2 separate regions of the Gossypium hirsutum genome follow, and region 1 is linked to region 2. The links are chromatin contacts, called in public Hi-C maps. All regions are on one chromosome and are shown on one strand. The core of a region is the stretch at or near the end of the contact, and the rest is flanking DNA. Distances in the headings are between cores, read along the strand shown. Region 1 holds the start of LOC107886482 (probable pectate lyase 5). Region 2 has its middle 17 kb from the start of LOC107886483.

The links. A called contact is a pair of places that touch in the nucleus more often than the background predicts.
Region 1: a Hi-C map of leaf shows a contact between it and region 2, with 3 times the contacts expected there. The contact joins the promoter of LOC107886482 here to the enhancer-like site in region 2. A contact is called at or near these places in 14 of 34 Hi-C or Micro-C datasets (anther, callus, cotyledon and 4 more).

What each region holds. Positions count from the first base shown.
Region 1 is chrA03:94,387,081-94,392,031 of Gossypium_hirsutum_v2.1, forward strand. LOC107886482 (probable pectate lyase 5) reads left to right here and starts at 3,396. Exons shown (of 4, transcript XM_016810454.2): 1 at 3,396-4,182; 2 at 4,287-4,951. The coding sequence starts at 3,953.
Region 2 is chrA03:94,217,245-94,222,657 of Gossypium_hirsutum_v2.1, forward strand. No RefSeq gene overlaps it. Among protein-coding and RNA genes, the nearest start is that of LOC107886483, 17 kb to the left of the region's middle. Within about 2 kb of position 3,042, at least 2 of the 9 cell types and tissues checked have an H3K27ac peak or open chromatin away from gene starts, as enhancers often do. A contact at or near this core is called in leaf, where this site is marked.

The DNA of each region.
Region 1 (4,951 bases), core at 2,146-4,645, 170 kb after region 2:
AGGTGTGGTCGGTTGAACTGTTGGGCCTGATGATTGTGTGGGCGCTGTTGATGGGCATGCGTCATCGTCCCTTCCTTTTGGATTTAAAGGGCCCTGTCGTTCTCTTTGAGCACGAATTTGTCGTCGCCTCTCCTCTTCCTGCAATAAATATGGCTTGCCATGGATCCTAAACCATGCATGTATTCTGATACGCAAGCTAACTCTGGAACGATGATCAGTTCCTGAGTAGGTATATAATCATATCGATTTTCCCATATTTCGATATAGTATGACCAGAATCTCGGCCAATCCGTATGTAGTTACCGTAAGTCGACTTTGTGCTCATCATCAAACACCTCGGGTGTCACAAGAATCGGTTGTCAGAATTCAAATTGTCGCAATACTCTATCTGACTGGTGCATCTCCACGATAGCATAGTTCACCAATGGAACCTTCACATGCCAAACGTTTGGATTTTGAAGGAATTCATCCGGAATTACTGCCCGAATTGCCGGATCCTCGTATGGTATCCATTGAAACTGTATGAACATGATAAAAATATTACTTATATATATAATACATAATACATAATACTAAATACTAAATACTAAATACGAAATGACTATTTTATTTAATACTTACTTCTGCTTCTGATCGTTGATTAATAGAAGCCGTATATCTTCGAGAGAGGTAAGTATTCCAACATAACTCGCCGAATGGTTCCACCTAATTAAATAAATTTTTAGCATAAAATTATATTCCAAATCTACGTAATAATTGTAAAATCTAATATAAAACTTACCTCGTTATGAGTGGAAATGTATATAGGTGGTCCACTTGAGGACGTAAAAATGGAAAGCGAAACTGTACCCATGATTGCAGTAGTGATAAGCAACCTCCTATTTTGGCTTTGTTCGGTCACGTCGCCCCGCACATTTCCTTGTACAATGTTGCCAACATGGCAGATCCCCCAACTCAATTCACCAGCTACTCTAAAATCTACGAGTTTCAACAGCCATCTTAGATGTACGAGGTCTTGTGACAAGTCCAGCATCAGATAACCTCCAATCATCTCAAGAATGTATGCCCGAGCATATCATATTCTTTTGAGTTCAGTCAAATCATTATTCGGCTCTGGGTATGTGTCTCGTAACCGTCCCATCTCGATCAGACCTCCGTTAATATTATCCAGTATAGCACCCAAAAGCTCGTAGCATACGGGTCCCCAATCAGTAGATGATGTGGACTTAGTGACTGTGTACCCATCCACCGGCAATCCCAATTCCAAATGCACGTCTTCCAGAGTGATAGTACACTCTCCGCATGGAAGATGAAAAGTGTGCGTCTCAGGTCTCCACCTCTCTATCAATGTACTGATTAGTTTTGGGTCCAACTTGCACCCCCGGCCTATCGTGGCCACGTGCCAAAATCTCACTTCCTGCAAGTAATTCTCGATCAATGGCGATGGAGGACCAAACATATTATGGATGTAGCATTGCAACACCCGATCTACAGACTATTATAAAAATTTATAAAACAAAAATTAATTAAAATTGCTTAATTAATGCAAACATCATAAATGAAAAAAAATCAAGCAGTATTGAAATTGTAATTATAATTGTATAAATGAATAAAATATCAAATAATATTGCAAATTTAATTAAATTTGCATAAATTAAAAAAATATCAATAGTATTGAAAATTTAAAATTATCACTTACCATTGTCATTTGATCAACGGAGATGTGCTTATTATCGAGACAGATTAATTCTCCGACCATTGCTAACACGATCGGATTTTTTTAATTTAAAAAAATTAAATTAAAAAATTTTAAACAAAGAAATTTGATAGAATTTTGAGAAAATTTCAGTGAAATTTGATAGATTTTTGAAGGGAATATTGAAAGAATATTGAGAATTATGAGAGAATTGTGTGAAAAATAAATAAAGGAAAAGGAATTTTGAGAGAATTATAGAAATTGTGAGAGATTTGTGTGAAAAAATGATTTAGGGGGGTTTTATAGTTTGTTTTTAGACCGTTGGAAGCCAATAGTCAAATTTTTTACCGTTACACGGGCAAAACGCTTCCCTTGGAGAGCGTTTTGTCCACGTCAGCAAAGTGCGCTCTCAAGGACGTGTTTTTTGCTGACGTGGACAAAGTGCTCCCCCAGGGAAGCGTTTTGCTGACGTGGACACTAAATCGCGCTTACGTGGACATGTTTTCGTGGAAAATGGCCTAATCCGGTAAATAACTCAATAAACGATCCATTTCCGTAATTATATTTTTTAAAGGGCCTTTTTGGGTAAAATGACTTAAATTTGAATTATGTAAAATTTTTTAACTTAAAAAATTAAACTTTGAAATTCTCTCAAATGACCGGTTAATTTTAGAACAATAAAAAAAACCCTATGTTACCAATGCAAATAAATAAATAAATATATAAATATGATATATCATAATAATATATACAAAAGCATGCATGTATGCATAGCTAAAATAACCCTCTTTCACCACAAACTATTATCAATGAACTTCAACTTTTTTTTATTCCTAAACATGCTTTTCTTCTATGCCAAAAACAACTTTTTTATCCTAATAATAAAAAAATTAAAAATACAAAATTAATCACCCTACAAATTAATTACCGAAATGGACTGTTTGCTATAATATTTTTTTGGTATCACTTGACAAAAACATAATACAAAAGCAAAGCAGATGTAGATTATAAAACAAATTTTCAAAATTATTATTACAAAAAATATATAAAAACACATTCCTGCTTACTGGTGGTTTCTTTCAACACAAACTCTTCTCCCAAAAATACTAAACTGCTTTAATCAAGAAAAAATATTATAAAAATAAAATTATTATTTTATTATACATACCAAAAACACTAAATTGTTTTATTCACAAAAATATTATTATAAAACTAAAATTATTTTTTGTTATACATACCACAAATATTAAATTGTTTTACTAAAAAACCATTATTATTATAAAAATAAAAATATTATCTTACTATACATACAAAAAAATTCAACATATATATATAATCCATTCAAATAATATTACATAATAAATTTTCAACCCAAAAAATATTAAAAATGTAAAAATTTAATGCTCAAAATCTCTAACAAATAATAATTACAAAAAAAAAGTCATGAAAGTCTCAAACAATTTTTTGCCATACCATTTCAGTATTTAATAATTTTTTATATTAATTAAGTAAAAAACTAAATAAAAAAATAATAATTAGAAAAAATAGAAAATATGCGTGCTAGGGTGCTTCCTTTCTTTCCAGCACAAACACTCACTCCTCCTAACCCTAAACTACCAAGCCCTATTTCTTTAACACACAGTCAAGCAGGGTACCAAGTTATATATATAAGGTTAAGGGAAAAATGGGGAAATTGGGTGTAAAATTTAGGGCTGAGGAAGAAAAAAAAAAAGACCCTTAATTGTCGGGTCACGTTCGCTGCAGGTGATCAAATCAATGCCGCCTAATTTCTACTTCCCCATGTCTAATTCTCTCCCCATTTTTTGCTTCTCAGTCACGGGTTAGTATTTCTTTTACAACAGTGGTGCAGCCTGACTTTCACCCTCCACTCATTAAAATTATTTTTATTGTATCAAGTTCTACATCATACCAGTGTCGCTGTATAAGTTGGCACTACCAATAAAATATAATTTTTTTAAACTTTATTATGGCCTAATGATAACTTGATAATGTTGGAAAAAAAATGGATGATGCCACCACCTTGTCACACCAATAAATACTCTTCGAAATATATTATTTTAGTAATTAATTTGATTGCAATACCATTTCCATTATTAATTTTATTTTTTTGTGCTCTGAGAGGTAAAAAAGCTTGATTAAGTATTCAGCTTCTCCGATGAAGGTTTTATTTGAAAATAAAATGTACATTTGAATTAAATAATAAAGTTATTTAATTAAAAATTAAAGCTATTCTGTATGTTCTATCTATCCCCTGCTTTATCCCTCATTATAAAAAGCCCTCCTTTGATCTCAGTTTCTCAGAATTTCTCTCCCTTTGTACATTCCCACACTTTATTAAGCAATAAAAAGAAAGCTATAATGGCAATCCCATTGTCCTTTCTACTGCTTTTCCCTCTCTTGGCTCCCACATTTGTTTTCTCCTCACCAGTTCAGGACCCCGAGCAAGTAGTCCAACAAGTCAATGAGTATGCATTAATTTCCTGTACTTCAATATCTTTCATCAATGCCGATTATGAAATACTGAATCATTTTCGTTAATTCCTTTTTGGCTTAATTTTCTGTACTGCAGGAGCATAAGAAATGCTACTATGGCGAGGAGGAGCTTGGGGTTTCTCTCATGTGGAACCGGCAATCCCATCGATGATTGCTGGCGGTGCGACCATCATTGGGAGAAGAACCGTCAGAAGCTAGCCGATTGCGCCATTGGGTTCGGCAAGCATGCCATTGGTGGGAGAGATGGGAAAATATATGTGGTGACTGACCCTAGTGACCATGACCCTGTTAATCCTAAACCTGGAACCCTTCGATATGCTGTCATCCAAGATGAACCTTTATGGATCATTTTCGCTCGTGACATGACCATCAAGTTGAAGGAAGAATTGCTTATGAACTCGTTCAAGACCATCGACGGCCGAGGCGTCAGCGTCCACATTTCCGGTGGGCCATGCATTACTGTTCAGTACGTGACCAACATCATAATCCATGGGATCAACATTCATGATTGCAAGAGAGGAGGGAATGCTTATGTGAGGGACTCTCCTACCCATTACGGCTGGAGGACGATATCGGACGGGGACGGGGTATCGATTTTCGGAGGCAGTCATGTTTGGGTGGACCATTGCTCTTTGTCTAACTGCAACGATGGGCTGATCGACGCCATTCATGGATCCACCGCCATCACCATTTCTAACAATTACTTGACCCATCATAACAAGGTCATGCTATTGGGACATA
Region 2 (5,413 bases), core at 1,792-4,291:
AATTGGTACGAACTGGTTAAATTAGACTAAAAAAACTATTTTTTTTTTGAAATTTTGGCAATGTGTCTAGAACAGGATTGATGGTTGAACTAGTCAAACCAATTAGTTCTCAGTTCGAATGCTCCAATCGGTTCAAAGCAAATAAATTATTAAAAATAAAAATAAAAATATTCAAAATTATAAAAATAGGTGTCAACCGATTTTTTAGCTCTATTTAACTAGCTCATACCAGCTTACAGGTCAACCAATTTTTTACTTCTCATTGGATTGATACCCCAGTTGATTTTCGATCCAATCTGGTTTAGACAATATTGAATTTTGAAATTTTTTTATATTAATTTGTTTTATTGTATTTTTTATTTAAATAATTTTTATTTTTCATAATTTTAGATTTTTAAGTATATAATTTTAAATTTTTTATGATTTTATTTAAAATATGATAAAATTTAATTTTTTTATTTTTTATTTACTTTAAAGTGTAAGGACTATATTGATAAAAATTATAAATATTGATGGTTAAAAAAATAATTTATATTTTTCATAAGGGACTGAGATTTTCAAATAAAAAAAATTCAATATTTCAAAATTAAAATATAGAATTTCAAAAAAAAACATTTCACATATTTAAAAGAGAGTAAAATTTAGAATTCAGAATAAAAGTAAAAAAGAAATACTTTGCAACAATGAATTGTAGGGATAGACACCAATAACCATGTTTTCCTTTTTTATTTGCTTTCCATTATATATGTAACTTTTCTACTAATTTTTAAGAGAATCATTTTTCATTATTTGTAGAAGAAAGTAAATCAGTAAACATTAAAATCCCACTGTAACAAATTCAATTCCTTCAAAACTACCCTCTTATATTCCTACCAAAACAAACAGATTAGAATGGGGCAATTGATTATTTTGCTTTTATTTTTATAAAAGAAAAAAATGGTTAACAATAAATAGGGATGAAAGAAGTTGAAAATTAAATTTAAAATTTTAATAGAAAAAGAAAATAGTGATAAATGTAGTTATTTTGCATTCCCAGTAGAAAATGCAAGGCCTTCCCCAAGCTTGGTTATCTGGGCCACTTGTGGGCTTTAAATTTGCTTATTATTATTTTTTGCCATTTCACTCCCAGCCCCCAAATTATTAGTTGGTTATTACCTAGATGAGCTTAAATTAGAATAGTTTAGAACTGAATATGTATATTTTAATGTAAAAAATCACTTAACTTTTGAGTGTAATTAATTATTATTTTTAACTTCCCTAATTTTTTTAATATAAAATGAGATCACATTACATCAGAAAAATCGTGTAGAGATTGAAAGATTTCATCCAGCGTTGTATGAATGTAACATTGTCCAAAAGTATTGAGAATGTCAATTTTGCCAAATCATCTGTTATTTTTAGAGAATCTCTTTAATGAAACGGATCATAAAAGATTCACATTACTCCTTTCTAGATTCTTGAATTGCTTCCTTACTATATATCTCAAAGTACCATTTTTTTTCAAATCTCTAAATTTAGTATTTTTTGAATTCAAGAACCCACGCAATACTAGCATGATTAGCCAAAATGCTTTTATCAGTTGTCACAAAGGATTTGATGTAGTGGGCTCCTTGGCCGTCCGTTAATTCTACAGGACTGTCCATATCCAAATTTATTCATGTGAGATTGTTTACGTCCATAAAATGATGATGCAAGTTAGACAAAAGGAATTAAGCATCACACTAAAATATAAGGATCTTTGGTGCAACCAAACAATTAGTTCCATAAACTACCAATTGAGCCAATCATTAGGAATTGGTTGACTTCTTCTTCTTCTCTAAATTATTCAAGGGAATGTTAGGACTTAGTTTAGAAAATCAAATATTTAGCAACCCTATTTTATATTAAAAAAAGAAGAAGAAGGGAATAAAGTTGACAAACAAAGATGTGTTATTTGTTCCTTGCAGTAATTACGTACTTTTTTGGATTCTAGTCAAACAATCAATCTATTAGTATATTGATGTTTAGCATAATAAGAATCATTTTTGGAGTTTTCTTTTCGTATCACCCAAGTTTGATATTTTTGGAGCAAATTCCGTAACCTAATAGGCTCCTTCATTTGTCTTTTAATTTTGTTTTTTTTATACAAGGAAAATTTCAGGCATAATATAATCGTGGATTATCATGTAATATGTCAACATTAAAATTTAATTAATAATTTTTAATTTTTAAAAATTAATTAGATGTTAATATGTCGTCCACATGTATACCGTATAAAAACGTTAAATTTTTTATCCATTTTGGGGTGATTTGATAAAAGAAAATTATAAGTTCAAAAGCTAAAAAAGATAAAAAATTTAAATAAAAGACTAAAATAATTTTTTTATAAAATTAAAAAACTAAATAAATCATTATATCAAAATTTAATTAAGTTGAATTAAAATACATTAACCTATTATAAAAAAGAAAAATGAAAAGTGAAATTAAGGGTTTGAATAAATAAAGTTAAGGAAAATTAAATCTTATATCCAAGTTGTTGGCGTTTATGGGATATTTTTTTTAATTGGATTAAGAATTCACAAATATTTTTTGTAAATAGAAATTAAAAGGTATAAAAATTAAATTTATTATTAGATGTGAAATATAATAATTAAATTTGAAGTCTCATTTGTAGTTAAAATATATATATTTACATAAATAGCCCTAAATAACATTTCACCCTCACAATTTAAATCCAATTTTTTTGCATTTTTATTTGGGGGTGTGTGTGTAAAGGTGACAATTATATGGAATATTATTGTGTGATTGGCATTCACTTAATAAAGTGACGGCGCTGTTAGTTTTCATCATCATTAACGATATCCACTTTAGATTCTGCAATCATTAAAGCTAAACAGAATTTTTATACTTAATTCTGTTGTGTGGGGAAAATGAAATGACATTTAGCGAGTTGAAATAATAAAGGGGAAATGGGAAATGGATCTGGATTCAGCCTGTGCCAATTTATCAGCAAACAGGGAAATAAAGGTGTCATTTTCATGTATTGGGAAGGCACATGGCATGTTGTTCATCCCATGTGATGTTTTGACCTAATTTATTAATTTCATCCATAAATCTACCCTACTCATATATGTATATCTTGCGTATAAAGACAATATATAGACTTTTGCTTTTATTACTAAATCAGAGAAAAAATGATGATTAAATAATAAATGAAAACATAATTGTATAGTTATAATGAAAATGCAAAAAGATGGTGGGATCATCAGCATTAACCAAAGACACGTGGAGTGGGATTAAAGTAGTGTTGGTAAAGAGTGGTGAATTGTATTCGACAACATTGCCCTTTTTGTCAGTCTACAAAGTTAAGAGAGTTGCACCGCATACACCGATGGGATTTAAGAAACCCTGTGAAAATGGGAATGGGGTTGGGTATTAGAGCTGGAGAATGCGGGGGAACAAGGTTCACATGGGAGAACGTGCTTCCCTCCCATTTCTATCTTCAATCTCTAAATACCCACTTATAGATTTAAGATTAAAAAGTTTGGTCTTGGCACCATTAAAATGATTTTTTTAATTGTTTTAAATTTGAATATGTTGAGGATTGGATCTCCAGCACGTTAGGTTTTGTATCTCAACCATGTGTAATGTTTACGTTTTCGATCTATCAACTTATTTTCTCAGAGAAAAACAAAACAATACCTGAATCCAATAAATTATTATAAATAATAGGATCTAAATTCGGCATTATTTTCACATTGCAAGTCCCCACCCCATATTCCATGTGTTTGCTTCAAATGTTCACATTTCATTTCATTCATTTTAATGAAACATGGTATTTGTTTCTAATAAATTTAGCAAAGTATTTTCTTTTTCATAAAATAAAATTAGCTGTATATAGAATTTGAGGGTTAATTAATTATATATTCAGAACGCACATGTCATTTTGCCAAAATTTTTTCCCCTTTTCTGATGTAACATTTTGCAACTTTAAAGGTTAAGTACTTTTTATGATGATATTTTTAAAAAAATGCATTAAATCATTTATTATTAAATTAATGAAATCTTTTTTTCTTGGATATAAAATTGAAACTACCAACCGTAGTAGATAAGTTATAACCACGTTGTTGATCTGATTATACATATGTTGTCCTCATCAATCAGTTATCTCTGTTGAACAAATAATAATAATAATAATCATATTCAGCTATCTCTTAACCGACATTGGAATGCTAAACTGACACTGTTGGGAATTGTCACTTTTTATTATTATATATTTTATGGAAACATTAATCTAAATTTGCTGGGCAAAAATATTATTTTTAAAATATTTATATCTTTTTTATATTTTCATTAACTTCAGAAAAATGTATAAGTAAATTATACTATTCATTACGGCAAAATTTTTTTCACTCAACTAATAAAATTTATCTTTTTTTTTTATTTCTTTTGTTAAGTGCTTTTAAGTCTACGATGGATTGATGATGTTGTGATTTTAAATTTTGTATAATAATATATTTGATATTCAATGCTTATACATTTTATTAATTTAGTTTATAAAAAAATTAACCTTCAACATTTATAAATTATTTTAATTTAATCCTTAATTCTAATAAAATTATAAAACTTTTCAATTAATATTTTTAAAAATCATACAAAATACATAAAAAAATTCTAAAATTATAATATTATAAAATTTTACAAAAAAAGTTCCCACATATTCAAGTTGCAATCTCTTCAAACTTTCATCGATGCTTTTAGTTGCTCTCTCAACATTGAAATCAAAATCTTCACGGTATCTCCCACATTTTGTTGAAATTATATATTCACTTCTAGTAACTCCAAGAGCTTTAAGGCTTAGTTTGGATGGACAGTGTGTTTACCTCCGGTGAGGTTAAAAACAGCGGTGGCGGTGAGATTAGTTATTGTAGCGGTGAGATTGGATACTGTAGCGGTGAGATTAGAAACAACGGTGGAGTGTGTGTTTGGATTCAAACGCAGCTGTAGCGGTGAGGTGAAAATGAAAAATGACTATTAAGGACATCATATTAGAATTGATATATAATAGAAGTTTTTAAATTATTTTACTTATATAAAATTATTAAAATATGTGAATTTATAAATTCATTTAATAAAATATTAAAATGTATCTTTTAATATTTTATTATAAATATTTTAATGAATTATATAATCCATTTAAATTATTTATTAGATAAAATGATAATAATTTTTAATTTTTTATAGTTAAATATTCTTTTATAACAATGATAAATATTATTTTCGCAAATAGTAACATTATACTTGGATCAAATTTTGAAGTATCTAAACGAATGATTTTCAATAAAAAATATATATATATACTAACATAAGACATAACAAGTTTCATTATTACTTGAAATTAGGTTTTGATACAAATTTATTTTTACAAATATTG